Linked DNA regions of Mus musculus: region 2 is linked to region 1. Evidence: chromatin contacts called from public promoter capture Hi-C data. All regions are on one chromosome and are shown on one strand. Each heading gives the region's core, a stretch centred on a gene start, on an enhancer-like site or on the middle of the called end of the contact. The rest is flanking DNA. Distances are from core to core; before and after follow the strand shown. Region 1 overlaps Cep41 (centrosomal protein 41). Region 2 overlaps Copg2 (coatomer protein complex, subunit gamma 2).

What was found. Promoter capture Hi-C pulls out the DNA fragments that hold promoters and counts their contacts.
Region 2: a contact with region 1 is called in a promoter capture Hi-C map of cranial neural crest. The contact joins two enhancer-like sites. A contact is called at or near these places in 3 of 39 promoter capture datasets (the HPC-7 cell line, cranial neural crest and maxillary cranial neural crest), 1 of 115 datasets of contacts at active chromatin or transcription factors (pancreatic cancer cells) and 3 of 9 other capture datasets (adipose tissue, liver and pancreatic islet).

The regions. Positions count from the first base shown.
Region 1 is chr6:30,673,274-30,679,384 of GRCm38.p6, reverse strand. The region is part of intron 2 of Cep41 (centrosomal protein 41); the gene reads left to right. Gm13782 (a long non-coding RNA gene) reads right to left here. Exons shown (of 5, transcript XR_377397.3): 3 at 5,413-5,519. Among named protein-coding and RNA genes, the nearest start is that of Gm13782, 8.8 kb to the right of the region's middle. Within about 2 kb of position 3,879, at least 148 of the 459 cell types and tissues checked have an H3K27ac peak or open chromatin away from gene starts, as enhancers often do.
Region 2 is chr6:30,829,989-30,835,626 of GRCm38.p6, reverse strand. All of the region lies in intron 9 of Copg2 (coatomer protein complex, subunit gamma 2), which reads left to right. Among named protein-coding and RNA genes, the nearest start is that of Gm38781, 54 kb to the left of the region's middle. Within about 2 kb of position 2,791, at least 6 of the 459 cell types and tissues checked have an H3K27ac peak or open chromatin away from gene starts, as enhancers often do.

The DNA.
Region 1 (6,111 bases), core at 2,630-5,129:
GCTGCCTCTGCTCCATGGCCTGCCCCTTTCCCCAGGCTCCTTGCAAATCACTGTCTTCATTCGGCACTTCCTCACTCACACAGATGCAAACGTTTGTAGTGGACCAGATTTGCACGTACTACTTTGAAACATTACTGTGCTACATTTATTCTTATACATATCCTGGGTGATGGGCAAGTAGAAATATTATTACTGTTTAAGAGGAGAAAAATGTGACCTGGATTTTGTGATTTTTCTCAGTTCTAGTTCTTGTACCACAATAAATAAAGTAAAATAAAATAAATATTTTAGACCCCAGGTTTATTCCAGACATCTTAATTTATCTATACCTTCATAACTTTTTTCTCATAGAAATCTAATAAGAATTTGTGCCACCCCTTCTATCTCTTCAATTCAAGCCATAACCAAAATTTGACTTAATAATGGTATCTGAAATTAATTTTAATTTTTAATGCAGTACTTAACATCTGATTTTGTAGTGAATATTAAATGTTGGAACCCTTTTATATCCCGAGAGTTTTTAAATGCTTTTTGTTAATTAAGCTTTTTATTTTGAGATAATTGTGGGTTCACATGTGCTTGTAAGAAATGAAATGGAAATTCCACACATCCTTTACCCAGTGTCTCTGAACCTGCACTGTTGCTATGGTGATGACAGCATCACTAGGTACAGCCAAGCTGTGGAGGGAGCATTGCCATGCCCGCTGAGGCCGCCACATGCCCTTTAGGAGCCCTGCCCACGTGTCACTCCATCCCTCTGTGAACCTCACAACTGCAATTTTCCGGTCTCTCATTCTCTCTTCTTCCAAGTGCTACATGTATGGAGCTGCATGGAACACAGCCTTCCACTTCTCCGTCTCTTTCCCTGCTCTCTGTACATGTGTATTGCTGAGGAGCAAAAACAGAGCCTTAAACATGCTAGGCTATTGCCCTACCGCAGAGCCACGCTCAGCCTGGATGGGCTGTTTTCACAGGGCCAAACTTTGTGGAGCTCAAGTGTTGTTGTATAAGGGAAGCCTGTTCCTTTGTTACTGGCTGGTACTCCCTGGTATGGCTATACTTGATTTAATCACTTAGTGGTTGAAGGACATTAACACTGTTTCCAATTGGGGATAGGTTTTTTTTTTTTGTTTGTTTTTGTTTTTTTTATGTGTCGTAGGCATTGATTTACAGATTTTTGTGTGAGCAGGTCTTAGTTTTTTGGTTTTTGGGTTTTTTTCTGGAATAAATGCCTAGAGCCACAGTTGCTGGGTCATATTGTAGTTTGGTTTGATTCCATTTGCTTTTTAGTTTGTTATTTCTCTTTTTGAGACAAAGTCTCAAGTAGCTCGGACTGGCCTCATAGTCCTTCTAGAGCTCAGGCTGGCCTTGAATTCCTGATCTTCCCGCCTCCCCTTCCAGTTTTCAGAAACTGTCAAACTGTTTCCCAGAGTGGCTACAGCGGCAGGAGATAAGCAGTGACAGTCTGCACACCTCCACCTGCAGTGGCGTCTGACATCATACTCCTAGTTTTACCCATCCTGACGAGGCTCCTCAGAAGCACAGCGTCACCCTGTCATGCCTACCCAGGAGCTCAGCAGGAGTGTCTGTGCACCTGCTTGCTTTCCGTCATCTTTGCTGAAAGCCGTGCTGCCTGGATTACTTGCATTGTTAGCACTGACTTTCCAGTCCCCTATGTAGTCTAGACACCCAGCCTTGCGGGTGGCCTGGTTTGCAGGTATCCTTTCTCCGTCTGTAACTCGTCCTTTCCTCTTTCCATCTTTGAAGAAGGAAAGCTTTTCATCTTGATGAGGTCCGTTTTTATCTATTTTCTTTTCATAATCATAATCCCATCGTCTACTTTAAGAACTCTTGGCCTAAACTACATCCCAGACACCTTTTTTTTTCCTCTGAAAGTCTTTAGGTTTTATGTTTAAGTTCGAGATACATTTTGAACTGCTTTTATATAAAGTCAGCTGATTTAGATGAAGATTGGCTTTCTAATTTAGGGGTGTCCTCCTGCTCTGACACCTTCATCTTTGTCAACAGTCAGGAGATAGGTATGTGGGTTTATTTCCTGGTCTCTGTGTTGTCCCTTTGATCTATATATGTAGCCTCTTTCCAATACCACACAGTCTTGATGAATGTAGCCTCACAGTAAACTGGATACCTGGGGTGGGTTAGCCTCATTATTCTCATTCCATTCTTCTTTGCAAAATTCTCTTAACTATTCCCTTGTCTTTCCATATACATTTTAGAGTCATTTTATTCACATTTATAAAAGGGCTGACTTTTTAATACAAATTATTTATCAGTTTGGAGAGAATTAACATTTTAACTATGCTGAGAACGATTGGCCTGTTTTCTGTTTCCGGGGATTTGCCTGTTCTGAGCACTGTATAGTGTAGTGCATTCCAGGCACACTCATGCCACAGCCTAAGTCAGCTCTCCACTCCTTTCTGTTGCCAAATAATGTCCTTTAAAATGGGTGTTCCATACTTTTTGGACATGGTGTGTTTTAAAAGCATCAGTATATGCAAGTTTTTGTGTACGTGTGTTTCTAGTTCTCTTGTGTATATATTGAGGAGTTGAATTACTGGCCATATGATACTTCTTTTTTTCTGAAGACATGCCAAATTTTTCTAATCAAGCCATACCACTTTACCGTGCCATCAGCAGGGTGGGAGGGGTGTGTCCTCTCCACACCCTCACCAGTGCTTGGCCCATCGTCTTGGTTAAGACTGCCACGATGGAGTATCTTACTCGATTTTAACTTGTGTGCTACTGATGACTAACGATGATGAACACCATTTTGTGTGCTTACTGGCACTTGTATATTTCCTATGGAGAGATGTCTATTCAGATGATTTGCTCATTTTTAAAAGTGGTTATTTTTCCACATTGTAAGTTCTTTTGTTTATTCTGGATACTAGACTCTTAACAGAAATATGATTTTCAGATGTATGCTCCCATGCTGTGGGTTGTCTGGGGGTTTTGTGGGACTTAACTAAAGGGGTAAATTATATCTACCCATCTTCCCTAGAAGCAAAAGTCTCTCAAACTAGTTCTATAATAGCTTTTGGAAGGGCCAAAATGTGCCTTATTGCTTCAAGCCCCCAAATATTTTATAGTCAGTGTGGGAACAAAATCCTGCCCTAGCATTTGATTTGGTGTGTGTTTCACATTTAGCCATCAATCAGCTTTAGGGAGAGATCTCTAGTGTTCGAGTTTTCAAATATTTTTGTGTGCGGAACTTGTGGGTTATATGGACAGCCTGCCAGCCTTTGGGGACTCTCGGGTACAGCAGCCCTGAACACTTTATTTTGCCCAAATGTTAGCATTGCCATAGGTAAAAGTGTTGAGGAGTCCTCCTTAAGAAAGCACTAAGAGGGACCTGAGAGCCGTGCTGCAGGGAGAAGGTCTCACCTTGGCATGGTTTTTAAGCTCTGCAGCCAGAGACATGGAAATGGGCAGAATGATTGAGCAGTTCTCATCTCTAGGCTAAGTAGGTGAGCCTTTAATCCTTTCTTGTGAAATAGTGATTAATTTAGAATCATTCATGCACACACAAAATCAAGAATTCTGTGGCATGTCTTGTATTCTTGAAAGGCTGCTCCCTTCCTTTTGGAAGAGGCTCTTTTGTCTCTGTCCTCCTGATCCCACGTCTCACAGAAACCTGCACCCTGGTAGCGCTGTGGCTGACGTCTCAGAATTACACGAGCTTCCAGCACTGCTTTGTGCCCGAGGTGCCTAGGTGGATCTCCTCAGGCCCTCCAGACCGTGCCTGGGGCTGGCCTCTGAGGCTCCCTGAGGGCATTTTGCCCTGTCCCAGCTCTGTGTTCTGCAGCCACAGGCTGCACTGAGAGAGTGCTCCAACCCTGCTCGTCTTGGCTCATTGCAGAGCCGTCGCCCTGTGCTGTTTTCAATCTTAGGCATGTCTGCAGCTCTAAAATCCCGCAGCCCTTCTCCACTAGTCTCTGTAGCATGAGTTTCACTTTTGTGGGTGTCACCTTCCTTTTGTTACATCTGCACAACTAATCATTTCCTTTTCTCTTCATTAGTCTCTACTTTTCCTGAATATTCGCTAATAGTTTTGATCTTAAGCACTCAAGCTCATTACAGGCTACACGCACTTCATTTTTATTTGGTATTTGATTTGTCAAAGGAAGGAATGTATGTGAAAGGCTTTTACAAACCAGAAAGCTGTAGACCCACATATAACTCCCCTGGGTTAACAAAGGCTCACTGTGCCTCTTTTCACGCTTCCTGCTTCTTCTGAGCCAAAAGAACTTCTCCATAGAGGAGGGAAATATTGAAGAAAAAAAATGAAGCCGTGGAGCTGTCTCTTAGCAACTGAATTCCTGCCTTATAAATCTCACCCTCTCTAGATTACTGCTGCTCACAAGCATTAGCTTTTGTTACATGCTCAGTACAAATAACATTATTAAATTATAGGAACCCAATGGGGAAAAACTCAAAGCCCTGAGTCACTCGGTGGATCGATTGTGCTCCGGCTTTGCATAGGGCTACTGATGGACTTGTTTCTTTCTCTTGATTCAAATTGGGGAGCTCTTGTTAGATATCTTTCATTGCAACTTCAGTGGTAAACAAGGCAGAAACCAAATACCACCTTAGGCATTTCTAGGCTACCTGAGTCGGTGGCTTATACGTGTACCCTGTAATATAATCGTGTATCAATCAAGTTGTACCTCATCATTTAAAGAAAGTCAGAAAATAGGGTGTGTGAAACACAAGCCAAATCCGAATGGGATCATTTACATTATAAAATAACTTACCCTAAGGACTTTTAAGACAGCAGAGTTTTGTAGTCTGTTCCACCCAGCCAACGTTTTTTAGTGTCTCCTACACGAGAACACAGGAGTGAAGCTTGTGAGCGTGCTTATGGATGTGCACAGATAAATAGCCTTGGGCTTTCTGTTGAAGAAGGTAGATAAGGCAGTCCAGACAGTGATAAATGCTTGCTGCAGGAATGCGGGCAGAGAAAAGCTACTTCCTGGTGGATAAGCCAGTGTAGGGACATTAGGAAATGAAGGTTAGCCGAGCTCAAGGAAAGCCATTAAGACTGTGCTGGAAAAGCCGGCAAGCCGCTGGCACCCTCCCCACTCGAGCTAGGAGCTCCGTTCAGTATTGGGCAGTGGACAGCTGCTGAGCTTTTAGTTTCCTTTGTTTGGCTTTTTAATTAGTCTTATTTAGGAAAATTTGGCAATAATACTTGATTTTTTAAAGTCTTAAAAGATTAGTTCTCTGATAGCTTTTCAGGCTCCTCTGGTATAAAAGACATGTTTGTAAATAAATGACCTATGAAGTTCCTCTGTTTCCAGTAATTTTGTTGCAATTAGATGTAGTAAGACAAAGCACTTACGTGACACACTACTAGCAAACGGGTGATAAAGTGCCACTGTTCATACTTACTGAGTCGGTCACAGGGCCTGGGGGCAGTCCTCAGTGTCTCCTCTCTCCAACTGAAGCCCTGTGGAAACTCTCCACTGTCTTCTCCATACCTGGAGAGGAGCGAAAGGCTGGAAAGAAAAGAGCCTTTGTTACTTTGTTACTACCTCTTTTAGATTTGTTCATAATTTCCCCAGGTATTTGTGAAATACGAGAGGTTTTTTATTTCCTGCCTTTTTCCTTCAGTAGGAAAAAGAAATGATGGGGGAGTGGGGGAGCCCTTGCTTCTGAGAGTCCCAGTGGGGGTCTGCTGATATAGGATGCAGTGTTGTGCAAACCCACAGGAAGTGTTGATAGTGAAGAAATTAACTTTCAGGAACAGGCACATAGCTTAATGGTAGAGCATTCACTTAGTACATATATGGCCATGGGTTCAATCCCCAGCACAGTAGAATTTTAAAAAACATACACACACATATAAAAATAAAGTTAAGATAGTTTGTTAGTAGAAACAGTATTAGTTGTAACTACAGTATTTTAATAAAAGATAAAATCAATGAGGCTGGCTGTTGTTTTCCATTCCTCAGGGAGTTTGTAGCATCAGATGGTCCTGTGATCAAAGAAGGAACACTTCCCACAGTTACAATGCTTTTAAAACCACAGGAGAACCGTGGCCATAGCTTAAGGTAGAGTCCTTTCCTTGCATGCAGGATGCCTGGGGTT
Region 2 (5,638 bases), core at 1,542-4,041, 160 kb before region 1:
GAATTGTTTCATCACTTTCACTTCTGGACTGAACTATAGTTGTTTTTATGTTAATCTTATAGTTTATAAACTTGTATGCTGCTAGCTAGTGCATGCTACTCCCTCTTCCTTTCCTCCCTCTACCCCTGCCCTGTGCTCTCTTGATTTCTCTACTTCTCTCTTGTTCTCTGCATCCATATACTACTTTGGATTTTCTGTGTATAATATCATATCACTTGTGAACAAATATGGCTTCACTTCTTTGTTTCTAGACTAACCCCTGTGTTTTGTGTTGTGCTTTTTTTTTTCACTACCTCAAGCCTTTAGTGTGATAGTGAGTAGAAATGGTGAAAGAAGGCTTCTTTGACTACAGTTTTGCAGGAAACCCATTAAGCATGATGTAGATCTTTAAAGGTCTGCTTTATCCGGAGAGGCTCTGCCAGTGCCTGATTCAGAGGTGAATGCTCACAGCCATCCATTGAACTGAGCACAGGGTCCCCAATGGAGAAGCTAGAGAAAGGACCCAAGGAGCTGAAGGGGTTTGCAGCCCTATAGGAGGAACAACAATGTGAACTAACCAGTACCCCCCCAGAGCTCCCAGGGACTAAACCATCAACCAAAAAGTACTCAAGGAGGGACTCAGCCACATATCTAGCAGAAGATGGCCTTGTTGGACATAAATGAGAGGAGAGGCTCTTGGCCTTGTAAAGGTTCGATGCCCCAGTATAGGGGGATGCCAGGATAGGGAAGCGGGAGTGGGTGGGTTAGTGGGCGGGGGTGTGTGTGATGGGATAAGAGGGTTTTCAGAGGGGAAATGAGGAAAGGGGATACAATTTGAAATGTAAATAAAGAAAATATCTAATAAAAAATGAAAAAAAAATAGACTGAAAATAAACCAGATTTACCCAAAGGGAGGGGGAAAAAAAAATCCAGTTGAGGTGGTACCCTCCAGCCCTGTTGTTTGTTTTAATGTTGTTTTTGTTGTTTGTAATAATTAATGTATATTAATATGCTATATAACATTTGATCTATTATGTTGTTCTGCTTCTGAGAACAATCTGCTCAGTTCATTTACTCTTAAATTTTTCAGCTCTTTATCTTAGTTATTCATGCCCTATCTGATGAATAGCTAACAACGCTTGTCTCCCATCCTGCAGATCTTTTCAGTTTGCTGTTGCCTTTGTTGTGCAGGAGCTTAATTTGATGTTTGATGTTCATCAGGCCTACCTGTTATTTCCTGAGGTGTTGGAGTCTTACTCAGAAAGTTTGTGCTTGTCCCCATATCTTGAAATGTTTCTACTTTATTTTGATAGTTTCAAAGTTTCAGGTCTTATATTAAGGTCTTTAGTGAATTTGAAGTTGACTTTTGTGCAGGGTGAAAGGTAAAGATTGTATTTCATTCTTTGTCACATGCATATCCAGTTTCCTAGCAGCCTGTGTGGGTGAGGCCATCTTTTCTCCAGTAGGCACTTTAGCACTTTTGTCAACAAACCATTTCCTATAGGTTTTCTAGTTTACTGGAAGATAATTCTTCAGAATACTTCTTAGTGAGCCTCTGGATTTCAGTGAATGTTTGTTGTAATATTCCTTCACCCCCTTTACCTCTAATGTTATTAATTTGAGTCTTTCTTTTGGTCACTTTGTCTAAGCATTTGTCAGTCTTGTTCATCTGTTCAAAAAAGCAACAGTTGGCCTGGTGGTGGTGGTGGTGGTGGCGCACGTCTTTAATCCCAGCACTCGGGAGGCAGAGACAGGCAGATTTCTGAGTTTGAGGCCAGCCTCGTCTACAAAGTAAGTTCCAGGACAGCCAGGGCTACACAGAGAAACCCTGCCTTGAAAAACCTAAATAAATAAATAAATAAATAAATAAATAAATAAATAAAAAAAAAAAATATAAATAAAAATAAAATAAGAAGAAATAATAGAGCAAGGTAGAATTTAATAAAATGAAGACCGTAAGAGGATCAGTGAAACTGTTGCTTTTTTATTTTTTTGTTTTTGTTTGTTTTCTTTTTTGTGTTGTTGTTGTTGTTGTTGTTGTTTGAGACAGGGTTTCTCTGTGTAGCCCTGGCTGTCCTGGAACTCACTCTTGTAGACCAGGCTGGCCTTGAACTCAGAAATCCACCTGCCTCTGCCTCCCAAGTGCTGGGATTAAAGGCGTGCACCACCACTGCCTGGCTCCTTATTTCATTTTTATCTACTAATTTTGTTTGGCTTGTTCTGTTTTGTTTTGTTTTGTTTTTTTCTAAGACTTAGAGGTACATCACTAAGAGATGATCAAAGTGTTCTCTTGCCTTGTTAATGCGTACACTAAGCACAACAAGCTTACCTCTTTTGTCTTTGCTGTATACAAAAAAATCTAATGAAGTGTGGTTTTTTTCACTTGTTTCTAGAATTTCTTTGCTTTTTAAAAACCATATATATATATATATATATATATATATATATATATATATATAGTAAACATCATTTGCATATTCAATCCTCATGTGTTTTAAGTGGCGCCTATAGTTTCTTGTGATACATCACGATTGCTGCCACCTCTCCCAGTCACCCCCTTCCACACCCCTCCCCCATTCTCATCTGAGAGGGTAGAGGCCCCCCTGAATATCCCCCTACCCTGGCACATCAAGTCTCTGGGAGTCTAGGCACATCCTCTCCCACTGAGGCCAGACAAGGTACCCCAGCTAGAAGAACATATCATCCCACAGACAGGTAACATTGAAAAAGAATTCAGAACTATGTCTACCTTTGTTAAGCACAGACTATAAGCTAGTTGGATGGGACCCTGCCCTGAACTTAGCATTTCTACCACAACTGAGTCTAACTTTGCTTTGTCCTAGGCTGATCCTGAACTCAGGAATCTATCTGCCTTTGTTAGCATAAACAAAAAATCTTAGCTGGGTGGAATCTCCTGTGATCACTGCTCCCTAAATCTCTCTCTCTTCTTCCTTAGCAATTGTCTAACTACTCGGTTCGTGGCATAGCTGCTTTTGTTCCTTTATATTCATGAAGCCCCTCATGTAATTCATATAGTATCCTTATTTTTGCATAGGTAAGAAATTATATATTTTCAAACTCATGTATTTAGAGCTCTTTCCTATAACCTTAAGGGCTGTCCTGAAAGTCCTAGAGTTTACCATTTTGCTGAGACATAGGCACACCCTCGACTCCTGGACTCCTGCTGTTTCTAATTATCACCGAGTCACTCACATTCACAGGGGGGAGTCTGAATTATGTACATTATTATACAAACATTCCTTGTAGCCACAGCAGCCAAGGACACTCTTGGAGGTTCACACCAGGGGCCCTGTCCCAGGGGCAGGAACCATGTCACTGTCCCCACCAAGGCCTGGCAGGGCTCAGTCACTGCTCCATCCTCTGTCCCTGCATTTCTTGTAGACAGGATAAATTTTGGTTAGAAAGTTTTGTCAGTAGGTTGGTGTCCCTATCACTCCACTGGGGTTCCTGCCTGGCTACATGAAGTGGCCTCTTGAAGTTCCATATCCCAATGCTGTGAGTCACAGCTAAGCTCACCCCATTGATTCTCGGGGTCCTCCCCTATCCTCGGTCTCTGGCAGGCCCTTGAGATACCCCACCACCACCAGTTGCAGATTTCCATTCATTCCATTCACCTCCTATTCCTCCCCATACTTGATCCTGAATTCCCCCTACACCATTCCTCTCCCCAGCCCCCCTCCCACCCAGTTCTCTTCCTCTATCTACCTCCTACAACTATTTTTGTTCCCCTTTCTAAGTGAGATTCAAGCATTCTTACTTGGACCTTCCTTCTTATTTAGCTTCTTTGGGTCTGTGGAGTGTAGTAGCATGTTTATCTTGTATTTTATGGCTAATATCCACTTTATAAATGAGTACATGCCATATATGTCCTTTGGATCTGGGTTACCTCACTCAGGATGATATTCTCAAATTCCATCCATTTTCCTGCAGAATTCATTATTTTTAATAGCTAAATAGTATTCTATTGTGTAGATGGACCACATTTTCTTTATCCATTCTTTAGTTGAGGGACATCTAGATTGTTTCCAGTTTCTGGCTATTACAAACAAAGCTGCTAGTTGAACAAGTGTTCCCGTGGTATAGTAGGGCATCTTGTAAGTATATGCCTAAGAGTGATATACCTGGGTCTTAAGATAGAATATTTCCTGTTTTCTGAGAAACTGCCACATTGATTTCCAACGTGGTTGTACAAGTCTGCACTCTGACCAGCAATGGAGGAGTGTTCCTCTTGCTCCACAGCTTCCCTAGCATGTACTATTGTAAGAGCCCGAAAATTCCTGAAGGAAGACCCCAGACTCAGATAGTATGCAAAACAAAGAGAGTTTATTCTGCAGAAACAACCAGCATGAGCCCAGACAAAGGTCCGCAGGCCTTCTAATAGGAAATTGGGGAAACTCTCTAGAAGGATTAGGTAATCTAAAATTTCATTGGTGGGTGCTAGGGCATCACAGGTGGTCAGTGGCCTGTCTACATTCCTACATCATGAATTTTCAACCATGTGAAGAAATAGGACTGTCCCCACAGATGGCCTGTTCTGAGATAAGATATTTCTCCATTTTGTGGTTATCCCCAGGCTGTTTTTTGGGAGAGGGTTTTATGATCTTGTTCTGGATTTTATGGTCTATTCCTAGAGCTGGTGTCTTATGACCTAGTTTCTGGGACTTATGGTCTATTCCTGAAGCTGGTCCCTTACGGCCTCTTTTAAAAATCATTAAATTAAAAAGCTGGTCCTTAAATGGAGACAAATAGGATACTTAAGTGGGGACAAATGGGGTTTATATTGTCCTTTCACTATCACTTGAGTTTTTGATCTTAGCCATTCTGCCATGTGAGATGGAATCTCAGAGTTGTTTTAATTTGCATTTCCCTAATGACTAAGGACTTCGAACATTTCTTTAAGTGCTTCGCAGCTATTTGAGAGGCCTCTGTTGTTCATTCTCTGTTCAGTTCTGTACCCCATTTTTTAATTGGGTTATGTGGGTTGTTGGAGTCTAACTTCTTGTGTTTTTAATGAAATAGACAATTTTCTAAACAGATAACACTTACCAAAGTTAAATCAAGGTCAGGTAAACAAAAAGTTATTTTTCAAAGGTGTATTTTATTTATACGTATGTGGGTATATATGTGCACATGTATGTCCAAGTGCACATAGAATCCAGAAGAAGCTGCTGTATCTTTTGGGACTGGAATTGGAAATGTTTATGAACTATTTGACATGAACTTGACCACTGAGCCATTTCTCTAGCCCCTAAGAAATATTCATATTCTCATTCATATTCTCTTTCTTTCTGTGTTTGTTAAAACTTGTTTTATTATCTAAAATGCGATCTACTTTGAAGAAATTTTCATAGACTGCTGAGAAGAGTATGTATTCTATAGATGGAAATGTCAGTTAAATCCATTTATTTTTACAGTGCAATTGAACTCCAACTTTCTTCTGGGGGATGGGGTTGGGACAGGCTGAATGACATAGCTGTCCGTTCTCTCTATGTAGCCCTGGCTGTCCTTGGAAGTCATTATGTAGACCAGGCTGGCCTCAACTCAACAGAGATCTACCTGCTTCTGCCTCCCAAGTGCATGCAACACCACACTCAGCTGGAGTGAGATTTTTAAAGTAAGTGTCCATTGTTGTTATGTG